Linked DNA regions of Zea mays: all the other regions are linked to region 1. The links are chromatin contacts, called in public Hi-C maps. All regions are on one chromosome and are shown on one strand. The core of a region is the stretch at or near the end of the contact, and the rest is flanking DNA. Distances in the headings are between cores, read along the strand shown. Region 1 holds the start of LOC100280351. Region 2 holds the start of LOC100283672 (calmodulin binding protein). Region 3 holds the start of dsy2 (desynaptic2). Region 4 holds the start of LOC103626704 (protein CYPRO4-like).

Region 1 (2,910 bases), core at 253-2,752:
AGCCTTTGTTGAACGACCTGCCTGCCGGTCTCGCTCGCTTTGCTGTTCCACAGTTCCATTCCACGACGCGGGTTTGGCAGATGGCCGTTGGACACATGTGCTGCGCTAGCGCTCTGCTACTACTAGCGAGCTAGTACATTCACGCGGGGGGGCGGGATCGGGAAAGGGGCATGCGCATGCATACGGCGGGGACGGTACAGGCGTCGTTGTCGCTACGGCTCGTACTCGTACCGCGCCGCGCGCGGTGCCCACGCCACCACTGCACTGCCCCCGTCTCGGTTTCCCGGGCGTAGGCTCCGATCCGGCCGTGCTGCTCTGCAGCTGCAGGCTGCGGGGGCCGGTGTGAGCACGACAAGACATGGTCGGCTCACATGCGAGGCCGTGCGTGGCCGGCCGCATATGCATGCGTGGTCTGAGTGACTCTGGCATACTGTAATAGCGTGCAGCAATAATACATACAGGTCCGTACGCTACGCTACGTACGCGCGGTCCGCCCGAGCTAGCACTGTGTAGTGTACACGGCCCGCAGGCGACGATCGACGAACGATATACGTGCGTACGATCGACACGCGGGGGCGATGGCGGCTCCTCCCTCGCCCGATCCACGCCACCGGTCCTTTTCCCTTTCATTCAAGGCCAGACATCGCAAGTGCACGCCATATGCGCGCGCGCGCGCGGCTAGGGAGCCTACCAGTCAGTACCACCGTCGGCAGGCACGCGCGCGATCCAGCAGCCAACTGCCCGCCCGGCTGCGGCAAACAACCAATCGGCCAGCAACGCGCCCAACCAGTCGGACAGACGGCGCTGCTAGCTGATCCTGACCCCTGACACCGGTGGCCTCCACAGTTCCACTTCCACCGGTCTTGGTCACAAACGGCATGGCGAGCCATGCATGCTCCGGCAGTCGTCCGTCCCTCCACTCCATGGCGCTCTGCTTTCCCGACGACCGACCGCCCCGCCGACCACGTCGTCGTCGATCGAGCTGCAACCACCGCGTGCGTGCGTGCGTACGTTGCCGGACAAGGAAGGACGGACGGACGCGGCACCGCCCGCCGGCCCATAATATAGCTTGCCAGTTGCCATTCGCCAACTAACCGCGCCATCATGGCTGCGCTGCACACGTCGGTTTCTCTTTCTCTACGCGTGTAGTATACCGGCTACACCCAGCAGCAACGAGCGTTTGACTTGCGCTGCGACTGCGACCCGGCCGGCCCTCATTACCTCAACGGCTAACGACCATGATGATGAACAAGCATCCTCCTGCCACTGTCGTGTGCTTCTCTCTATCTAACCATCGTTAGGACGACGGCTGCTGCCGATCGATTAATGGCAGAGAAATTCCGCGGTGCAGGATGTCCGTCGCCGGCCGCCTTTAAAGAGATTTTTTTTGCTCTGCGACTGCGAGCCGGCCCCGCTGGCTGTCTTTGTTTTGGCCACCGCCACCTTCCTCTGCTCATAAGTAGAGGCGAGCGTGGCGTCAGGCCGGGAGCGCGCGGACGAGACGAGAGGCGAAGAGAGCAGCCCAAACACGACTACTGCATTACACACACACACAGGATAGGAGTACGTGTCTGCTTCTCTCTCCCCGCTGGCCTCCTCCTCCAGTACTTCAGACAGTGCACCGTGCTGCGGCCTCTTTCATCCCTCAAGGCCGGCCGCCCCCAGAACCAGAGTCGGAGCGAATCCATGGCTCCTCCGCCCCTCTCCTCCTGGCCATGGGCAAGCCTCGGCCAGTACAAGGCAACGACGACTGACCCTTCCTTCTTCCTCCTTCCCTTTCTGTGCATATGCATCCCTTCATGCGTGCGTGTCCACCATATACACACGTACGCGCATACGTGAATCTATATTTGCAGTCGATCGGTCCTGTTTCTTTAATACAATTACATGATACTTCTTTGACATGTCTGGACACATGCATGCAGTACGTGCTGCTGGGGCCTCTGGTGTGGAAGGTGCTGCAAGAATGGCGGGAGCAGGCGGGCCTGCCGCTCGGCTCCTGGTGGCTGCACCTGTTGCTGCTGTTCGCGGCGCGCGGCCTCACCTACCAATTCTGGTTCAGCTACGGCAACATGCTCTTCTTCACCCGCCGCCGCCGCGTCGTCGCCGACGGCGTCGACTTCCGCCAGATCGACGCCGAGTGGGACTGGTGAGTTAGTCGTAGCGTGTAGACTGCACCCGTTTAGTTACCTTCTTCGGTCTCTGGCTAGTTGCATCTGCATGGGCATCTTCCGTCTTTGCGGCACCGAACAGAAACAGCTTCGGAGTCTGGGAGTCATTCAAAATGCGTGTGGATGGAAACGAGTGCTGATGATGTACTACTACCTTGCAAGAGTAGCCTAGGCTTCTACGACTACGAGTAAGCTACAGGGCCGGTTCAATTTTTTATGGGGAGTTTTTGTAGGATCTGGCTGTAGAAAAGATCAGACTGCAAAGAGAATATGAGTGTCGTGCAGATATAGAAAAAAAATCGGACTTAGAGAGAAACCGAGTGCGGTGAGGATTACGTGTAGAGGAAGATAAAATTATATAGAGTTTTAAAAGTAGAAAGTGATAGTTTTATATTATTACAATGAATCTACACATTCTATATTTATATTGATTTTGTATGATTTTTTGATTAAAGTGGTTATTATAAAAATAGGCTAAAAAGTTGGACGCTAAGATGCCTTCACCAACTTCTAATAGCAAAGCTGGAAAAAACCTAAAACGAAAAAGGGCCATAGGCTGTACCAGTTGAGCTAGTTGCTTCCACGACTCTAGCATCTACTCCTGCCACTATATTCCTAGTATTCCATTTGATTTTTCGGAGCCGTCGATGCTAGGAGTTTGAATTGAAGGCCCCGAAACATACTTTTCCTTTTTTCTATATATATAAGTGTACATTCTTTGTCCGTTTTCATCTCACCA
Region 2 (2,910 bases), core at 144-2,643, 890 kb before region 1:
CACTAAACCTATTAGTAGGTGATTCAGCAAGTCTCAAAAACATGAGAACGGTACATGTTCATAACGTGCATTTGCAAAGAGAATACAGGTATATCGTATATGCAACTGAATTATAACACTGGTTATTAGATTGATAACTCTATTCCTACTTACGGCTTTACAATAATTCATGTGTCCCTGAATCAATCTAGACTCATATCCATCAACACTGTATGTTTGCATAGGCTACCATGCTCTAATTTCACTTGAGATCTTTAGATACTCCTAGAAACGTAGACCAAACTTGGAGAAATTAAGTGACTTTAAACAGGTACCCAAATCTGTATTGAAAAGGAATTGTCGAATTGAACTTGAGTGGGCTGAGCATGCAGCCACTGAACTACACCCTTAACGAACCAAGCTGGGCTCGATTCCTTTGCTTATCTGGTAACACACATTCGACAGCGGTTACTTCAACTTTGAAATAAACAGGGGCATTACCTGATTTACCGAAACCCCAACGGCCAAAGCATTATTACTCGTGTCCAACTAACGGAACATTAGGTCGATGTTAACGGTACAAATACTTTCCATTTTGGACAAGGTGGCACTATGAATATTCCATGCTAGGGTACATGCTTTCATGAGTTGAGACTGTTACATAAAAAAACTAACACCAAGATCAATATTTCTTCCAAATTCTACGGTCCAGCCAACCAGTTTGCCATCATTCCAGCCAATTCTCCAACAACCTACACCAAACCCTAGCTTAAACGTTGATGTTAGCACAGACCAGTCACCGGTAGCTACTGAAGATGATATCAGCTCGAGTTCAGCTCACCCAAGACAAAGGAAACACGAAAAAAAACAAACGGGACCATTTCCACAGGTACTCACTACCACAACAGATAAGCTGAAACGTAATCCAGGCCCAAATTTCCGAATAGTATATAATACTGAAGTCACAAAGCTCCCAATAGCGTTCGGCGTTTTCCCCATTCGTGCAACTAATTCCACAGCTTGTCAAACAGAAAGCACATCACGAAGCTAAACACGCACAAAAGCGGAACCCCGAGAATTCCTCACCTGGCCAGTGCCGGAGGCCGCGACCTCTTGGCATCAGGACGTCCGTCGCCGGCGCCCCCGCCGGCGTCCTCGAGCCCACGCTTCTCCTTCATCGCTGGCACGAAGGCCCGGGCGAATCTGCACCGAATCCAATGAAACTCGCGTCAGATTCCGCCCCTCTAGGCCTCTACAATTCGGCGCGTGCGAAGAAGTAGTTGAGACGGGGGGTGGGAGACTGGAGAGGTCGCTCACCTGGTTCGGACGCCGGAATCGGAGACGGGACGAGGCCACGAGGGCCAGCCCAGATCGCGGACAAAAGGGAAGGGAAGCGACCGACCGCGCACACAGTTCGATGTGTGGTAGGGGAAATGAACCTATATACTATAGTATACATTACTGCCCGACACTTCGCACCCGGCCATCGACTCGTCCATCGCAAATCGATCACTGGCATTGGGCCCGGACATGGATTTTTACGCAGGTCCCACCCGACGTATATACGGTGTGTGAACGGGTATAGTGGCGGCGCGGGGCGAAACGAAAAAGCGGAAGCAGCACATTGCGGGCCCCCACAGTGACAGTGACGTCGTTATCTGGTTGGCTGACGTGGTCTCGGCGCACGCAAATATCGCAAGGGCAGGATAGCGCGGCGGAGCGGGCGCCCGGCGCCGCGACCGGTCCACGAACGGCGTGATCTTCTGGCGGGGGCAGGAGGAAAGGAGACAACGATTACCGCCATATGGAGCAGGCTGAAGAGCATAATAAACACGTGAATAGGGCCGGCCGTTTTTTAGAATTTGAACAGGGCACTCTATCCAAGAACATTTGAGAGAAGATTAATAATTATAATCTTTCTTAAGGCACATTATCCAAGACAGATAAAATAGAACGTTTGGATCTATATCACATAAAATTCGTCTGATCACCAGAATCTATAGTTAACAAACTCGGTCTAAAACCTTCTTTGGAATGCAGGAATTTCTGAGAAAACATACAGAAATTTTATAAGAATCATTTTATTTTCACAGTAAAAACACTGAAAACCGGAGAAACCCCGCATCCCAAATGGGGCCTAAGCTTGTGAGTGAAAATGAGAAAATAACAAGTTCTTTTTCTAAATTGACGCTTCATGTTTCATTATAGGGAAATGGTCATATTGTTGTTCGTGCTAGGAATCTATTTTTCACTGATAGAGTGATCTGGGAAAGGTATCTAATTGCATCAAGTCAAAATATATATCTATGAATATTGATCATTATTGGTTGTGTCTTGGAAAAAATATGCCATATGTACATGTTCGTATCTGTTGGTGTATCAGCCATATGTTGAGACATCTGGGAAGCAAGGAATAGAATGTGTTTTGAAAATGTATTGATTAATTCACCTAATGATATTATTTGACCCGCTTGTTCATTGATCACTTACTGGACAGGATTAAGCAAGAAAGAGCTTCAGGATTTGCTTCAAGAGGGAGCTAGGTTGTTGGTTCATGTTGCAAATGCAAAAGTGGATAATCTGATTGAAGGTGTTGTCAACACTGATGATGATGATGGTAATCCAACACAGGACGAGTGATTCAATGGCGGCACCATTTTCGGTAGGCTACATGTATCGATTGGATAGATGTTACTCGGCGCACTTTGTCATGGTGTTGAATGAGTTTTAGTTCAAACTTTGTGTCTGATGATTGGTTCTCCAACTTAAACTTTGTATGTGATTGGGAAGGTCCATGTTCTGGTGGGTAAACCTGAATCAGGTGAATGCCACTGGGAAAAATGTTATCCTCGTCTAGTTTCTATGATTTGCCATAAGTCTCTGATGTATCTGTCTATGTTGGCGGGTACATCCAAAACTTAGTTGTATTTC
Region 3 (2,910 bases), core at 265-2,764, 700 kb before region 1:
CCCACATTCTGATGACGCGTGCCGTGTGAGTGTTGCCGCGCGCGTCGCGTGCCCCATGTTTTCACGGATTGGGCCGGCGCGCGTGCGAGCCATGCTGCATGCGCGCCTACGTGTTTGCTGGAGCGGCGAGCTCCTAGTTGGCGATCACATGCCGTTTTGGGCTAGCCATGGTTAAATTAGCAGGCTAGCGTGTACTGCTGCTGCGTTTGTTTGCTGGGGCGACCAGTTCTACTAATAGTACGTAGTACCGTGTAATTTTGGGTCAGGAAGAGATGCTTAGCATCTGTTTCGATTGATCGATGTAGTATTATGCTATAATTGGAAAGGCCTCTCGATCTATTTGCAAGTTGCGTGCATGTGCTTAATCCACTCCCACTTTGGAGAGTATCGAGGCTCCGTACGGCAGTCGGCAGATTTAGCCCCTAGCTGGCACGCAGTTCAACCTATGATCCTAGCGTTCGTTTGAAATGCTGGCGCACGTATCGGTTTATGTATGCGAATGGTTCGAATGCTGGCGCACGTTAGTTTTTTTTTACACGCGGTTTGCAGGAGATCTGCCGATCGAACTTGTATGGGAAGGTTAGGGAGAAAGATTTAGCTGATGCAAATTGATGTTTCATGAGAATGATAAGGATACGTATGTATGCAGTATGCTTGTTTCCATCCTGCGTACCATGGGTGTCCATATTGAATTATTGATACGTCCATGCTTCAGACGTGGATCTTATGCGTCGAACCTTGTATCAACCAAATGATAGTTCTTAGTCATCAAGGAGACTTTCGAGGCATCTAGAATGAGGGTGGATATCCAAAGTGTTTTAAGAAATATAATACCTATATATAATATATTATCAAGCACATTATTATAAATAAGAACAAAATTTTGTATAAATCGTTTTATGTATTATTTACTCCTTACAATAAAAGAGTGAAAAATAACCAAATCTTTATCTTGATCCGAATTCTATATCTATCATTTGAGAAAATATATGATAAATTTGAAGTTTATGGTAAAAACAAGAATGTGAATATCCTATTTATTCACAATCTATAATAATAATGATGATGATAATATTCAAATAAGTATATGTTTTCATCCCTGCCGGGCACCCTCCATCCCAATCCTAACATTCTATTTGATACAAGGGTTAATTCGGTTCATTGTTTATAAAAATAGAGTTTAGCTACATGTGTTAATTGTTTATAGATGTGAATATACAATTATACATGTATACCTATGAACAGTGTAGCTGAAAAAAGTACGGCGTACCCTGGGAGGCTGGGAGGATACGTTTTAACGAGACAATTAGTTTCAGTTTTCTGGGCATAGGCATGCTGACGGGATTAAGAGAAGGCAGCTTTCGGGCCCATTCCAGGCCCAGGCAAAATTCTAGGGATCGGTCAGTCACTGACTTCACTCCCTGTCTTTTCTCCCGACATTCACCCCGAGTGCGCGCGCGCTCTCTTCCCTCGCTCGCCCGCTCGTTCGCGACGGCAACTAGGCGATCAACCTCGCCGCCCGCCGCCCTAATTTACGTGCCCAGGTCTTCGTCCGTCCCCTCTCTAGGACTTCGCCGATCCTTTCTCAGGCGACGGGAGCCAACCAGGTATGTGCACCCCGTCTCGCCCCTTCCTGGAGTGAGAAACCGGGCACCCGAACCCTAACTTAAGATATTTGGATACTCACATTCGAATCTGATCTAGTTAAAACTGTATGCGTCTATTATTGCTACTACATTCGATTTTCCTGCTATAATTATTAGAGTGTCTCCACCCTGTGGATCGTGGTTGAGGAAGACGATCACTGTGCGCTGCTACCTCATACAGCTACGTTATTGTGGTATGCTACTGTAATATATGCTTGTAAGGGACTAGTCAATTATTTCACCGAGTAGGTAAGGGCTTCTATGCTTTTAATGCTCGTGGGTAGTGTGAAATGGTCTAGTAAGAATCTCTGGTCTTACTGCAGAGGTCAGGTCAAATCTAGCTGTGATATGTGATTTGCATAATTTGGACCAAGAGCAGTTATTCGAGTGAAAAAAAAACAAAATCAGCTTGGAGTGGAAATGTATCCCAATGCACTGGTCTATGCCATAAATGCTAATAAGTTTGTTGATTTGGTAAATGCATATGGTGTGGTTGAGTGGTTCTGTGACAATGTACAGTGTTTACTTTTAATTTCCCTCAGGCGTCATTTCTATGCTTTAGTTTATGGATTTGATGGTTATATTGCTTTGATATTTGTCTGCTTTAATTTCCCTGGTTAGTCAAGATTCATTGATGATCCACCTATGTTAATGCTGATGTGCAGGAAGTATGCTTATTTTTTTACATCTTTTTTTTCTCTGTTGCTCATATTGCTGCACTTTGCTGCTGAATCTATCCCTCTTCCCATGTTTTATTAGTGACGTTTACTTGACTGTGATTTGTGAAGCTTGATTTAATCACACAAGATGCTTTCAGAGTCTTATTTCATGCAGTTGTTTCCCAATTTGTCAGGTTCACCTGTAGTTAATTTTGTAAATTATTGTTATATCTGTAGCTGCCCCAATGGAAGTTGAGCTGCCAAACATCCATAAAGTGAGTAGCAATTTCCTCTTCTATGTTGTACCCTTGTAGGGTGCACTGATTATTAATTTAAGCTTTTCAGCTCTGGTTATCCCCATTTTGTACTCTACATTCTAGATTATAAGTCGTTATAGCTTTTCTTGGTAGATAGCTTTTGCCATGTATTTAGACATAGCATATATCTAGATGCATAGCAAAATCTATGTACTTAGAAAAGCCAAAACGACTCATATTGTAGAATGGAGGGAGTGGTATTTTGACAAGTTAACATATGATACATGTTAATGTGTAGGCTACTTCGAGTGACCATTGGAGTTTAACCAGCAGCCAATACCCGTCTGG
Region 4 (2,910 bases), core at 178-2,677, 550 kb before region 1:
ATGCCCCTGAGTCCATTGCAATACTGGCGACTCAGTTGCACTTGCCAAGTTCTGTACAATGCCCCTGCGATCTCTCATATCCCACCGGCACAACCGGTTGTCATCCAGTCCCAAGAAGGTGGATTCGGATGGATCCAACTGGGCACCTTTGCTATCATTCGTGATATCCCTCATGTTAATATCCGCTCCATCCTTCTCAAACTTCCATTCTGAAACCACCTTCCCCGTCTCGATATCAAATTGATGCACCCCCTTGGCATGTGGCTTTCCATCAGTGGCTGGGCTCATCAGGAGCATGTTAGTCTCGGCCCGCATAAGAAGAGCCTTTTTCGGTGTCGAGAAGTTTGTGCTCCCTCCAGAAAACTTCACGGACATGCCCTTGCCGTGTATCCCATGCTCGAAATTCCTCACGACCTCAATGCCTTTGTCTCCAACGAGGAAACTGTTATCCAGTGCGCCAAGCGCAAGACTGTTAATTCCGCTGCCTTCCTCAACAGGCTCCTCAAACTCGCGCAGATCCTCTAACAAAGGCTTCAGTACTGGTGTCCGCGGGGGCATCGGGCTGCCCTTGGGACCCGGAGAGAAGAAGCCGTCGGTGGCGTCCTCCCATATCGACTCGTCGCCGTCCTCCGGGCGCGCCCACGCCGCGAAGTCCTTCCCAAACACCTTGGCGCGGCCCTCGTCCGTGGCGGCGACGCCGTAGCTGTTCTCAAACATACAGCTGTGGTACTTCGCGCAGAAGTCACCGAAGCCGTCAGCGTGGCGGAACTTAAGCGCCCATACGCCGTCGGCGACGAAATCCACCCGACGCTGCGCGGGGAAGGTCTTGAGCTGCAGCTCGGGCCCGACCCTGGCCTGGATCTTCGAGCCCACGACGAGGCACCACGGCCCGCCGGCGGGCGCGTCGTCGTCCTCGTCGTCGCCGGTGCGTACGAAGGAGGCGGCGGCGAGGCTGTCGGAGACGATCCACTTGGCGGAGGGGGAGGAGCCGCCGATGTGGAGGTATAGCTTGACGGCGTTGAGCGCGGCGGGGTTGGCGCTGAGGGTGAGCCCGGGGCTAGGGTTCGGGGAGATGGGCTCGTTGTACTTGAGGTGGAGCTGGCGGAGGTGGCGGTCGATGGCGTCGATGGAGGCGGGCGTGGCCGCCGCCCCTGCGCCGCTGGCCAACTTGGAGGAGGCAGATGCCGGGGTAGGCGTGCCGTAGTCGGAGGAATTGTCGGAGGCCCGGGACTCGGCGTCGTCGGAGTCGGAATCGGATAGGTCGAGGTCCTCGCGGCTGTGCGAGCCCCCCATGGCGGCGGAGGCTGATAGGGTTTCGGCGAGGAGGTGAGATTGGGGGAGGGGAGGAGGAGCGTGCGGGAATTTGAATTTGGGAGAGGTGATGGGAGAAATGGGGCCCTTTGGCCGTTTTGCGCTGCGACTGCAGTCTGCAGGTTGGGGACTAGTGGGAGAGATCTGGGAAATGAATAGAATAGGAGACGAACGGCCGTTGCACACTTCACTGATTCAAAATTTTCAAATTGAAGATCCATAGCACTAGCACCGTCACTGACTCTTACTCGCACCAACTGTTCCATGGTCTGAACTCAGAGGCAAGAGATTACTTTTTTTTCTAAAAAACAGCTATTTCTTCTTATTAAACTGATGCAGCCTCCTCGCTATACATTGCGTCACGTCACCAAAAAAAATCATCGCCGTACACATGTCTCTTACCGCTTCATCTCCTGTGCTGTCCTAGATTGTATTAAAGAGGGGGGATCTTGACCACGTCTTTGTTGCCGCTTGCACGTCTTCTTGACGGTATCATAGCAGGAGGTGACGACGCTGTCGAGGACGACAGCGGCAGCGCAGCTGCTTCCATTGGCCTCTGCTTCGTCTGACTGTCGCTTTCTAAGGTAAAGAGATCTGTTGTCTTCATTTTTTTCCTTTTTTGTTGCTTACTGTAGCTTCCATGCGTGATTCATTCATTTCTCTGATTTTTACTTTGCAAAAACTCAATGTTAGTACAGCTATAACTTTTAGTTTCGCGTTGTACTAACCATCTACAACAGCAAGCATGCATGCTTTTTCTCCTTTTTTTCTAAAATATTTCAAACTCTATGTGTTTTTTTTCTAAAATATTGCAAAATCTAAGACAGTTTACTATCCACATACCTTAGCCTTTTGCTGCCCCAACCGAGAACCCCCATCCATTCGTCCGTACACTTCCAGTAAATATGTTTCTTTCATATTTGTGTATGCTGAATCCTACCTTTTTAGATGACGTTTTCTCTCATACAAAATGAGATTGAGATATAATATTTCCAAAGGGAAGGGAGATTTTTTTACCGCTAAAAAAGGTGAGTCTATGGTACAATATATTCATAGAAGGAAAGAGTTATTACTAACCTTTCTTCCTTTGGTCACCTGCAGGAGATACTCCATTTTTTATATAATTACGGATTAACTACTCTATTTTATCTTATTGGATTGGCTTCTGAAGGCATTTCTAATTCATGTTTAAAATACTATGGGCAAGAAACTTTTCTAAGTCTTTAATGTGTGTTTCCATGCTCCCTGCTCACTTAAAAGGATACTGTATGATTTTATATTGCAAATGGTCCTTTAAAAGCTATGTTAAAATGGATATTGCATAAAAGTTGAAAGTCCTTAATTGCTATAGTTACATTGCTATATCAGTCCAGTGTTTTGGCTTAATATCCACCTCTATCATTGCATCTATTTGGACTTGCATTCTAATTTTTTGATCTCTTTTTTATGCTCTATCTTTTCATATGTAGTTGTTTGTACTTTGGGGTCAGGCGCTCATTTTCAGGAATCGATTCTTCCAGCAAACAAGTCGTGTTATTTCTTAATGTCTAAGTGAATGCTACTTTCTTTCTTCTTTCAAGTCAGCAGCGAATCTAGCAA

The links. Hi-C and Micro-C count contacts between places; a contact is called where the count stands out from the background.
Region 2: a contact with region 1 is called in a Hi-C map of tassel, with 4 times the contacts expected there. The contact joins the promoter of LOC100283672 here to the promoter of LOC100280351 in region 1. A contact is called at or near these places in 2 of 25 Hi-C or Micro-C datasets (endosperm and tassel).
Region 3: a contact with region 1 is called in a Hi-C map of ear, with 2.8 times the contacts expected there. The contact joins the promoter of dsy2 here to the promoter of LOC100280351 in region 1. A contact is called at or near these places in 9 of 25 Hi-C or Micro-C datasets (bundle sheath, ear, endosperm and 2 more).
Region 4: a Hi-C map of ear shows a contact between it and region 1, with 6 times the contacts expected there. The contact joins the promoter of LOC103626704 here to the promoter of LOC100280351 in region 1. A contact is called at or near these places in 11 of 25 Hi-C or Micro-C datasets (bundle sheath, ear, endosperm and 5 more) and 1 of 3 datasets of contacts at active chromatin or transcription factors (leaf).

What each region holds. Positions count from the first base shown.
Region 1 is chr5:92,429,452-92,432,361 of Zm-B73-REFERENCE-NAM-5.0, forward strand. LOC100280351 reads left to right here and starts at 1,503. Exons shown (of 9, transcript NM_001153277.1): 1 at 1,503-1,740; 2 at 1,926-2,149.
Region 2 is chr5:91,538,952-91,541,861 of Zm-B73-REFERENCE-NAM-5.0, forward strand. It overlaps LOC100283672 (calmodulin binding protein), which reads right to left and starts at 1,394. Exons shown (of 9, transcript NM_001156573.3): 1 at 1,297-1,394; 2 at 1,066-1,182. The coding sequence starts at 1,157.
Region 3 is chr5:91,733,674-91,736,583 of Zm-B73-REFERENCE-NAM-5.0, forward strand. dsy2 (desynaptic2) reads left to right here and starts at 1,515. Exons shown (of 13, transcript NM_001319706.1): 1 at 1,515-1,607; 2 at 2,500-2,580; 3 at 2,861-2,910. The coding sequence starts at 2,551. LOC103626702 (zinc finger protein CONSTANS-LIKE 3) reads left to right here. Exons shown (of 3, transcript XM_008647090.2): 3 at 1-346. The coding sequence ends at 12.
Region 4 is chr5:91,879,325-91,882,234 of Zm-B73-REFERENCE-NAM-5.0, forward strand. LOC103626704 (protein CYPRO4-like) reads right to left here and starts at 1,428. Exons shown (of 2, transcript NM_001346849.1): 1 at 1-1,428. The coding sequence starts at 1,293.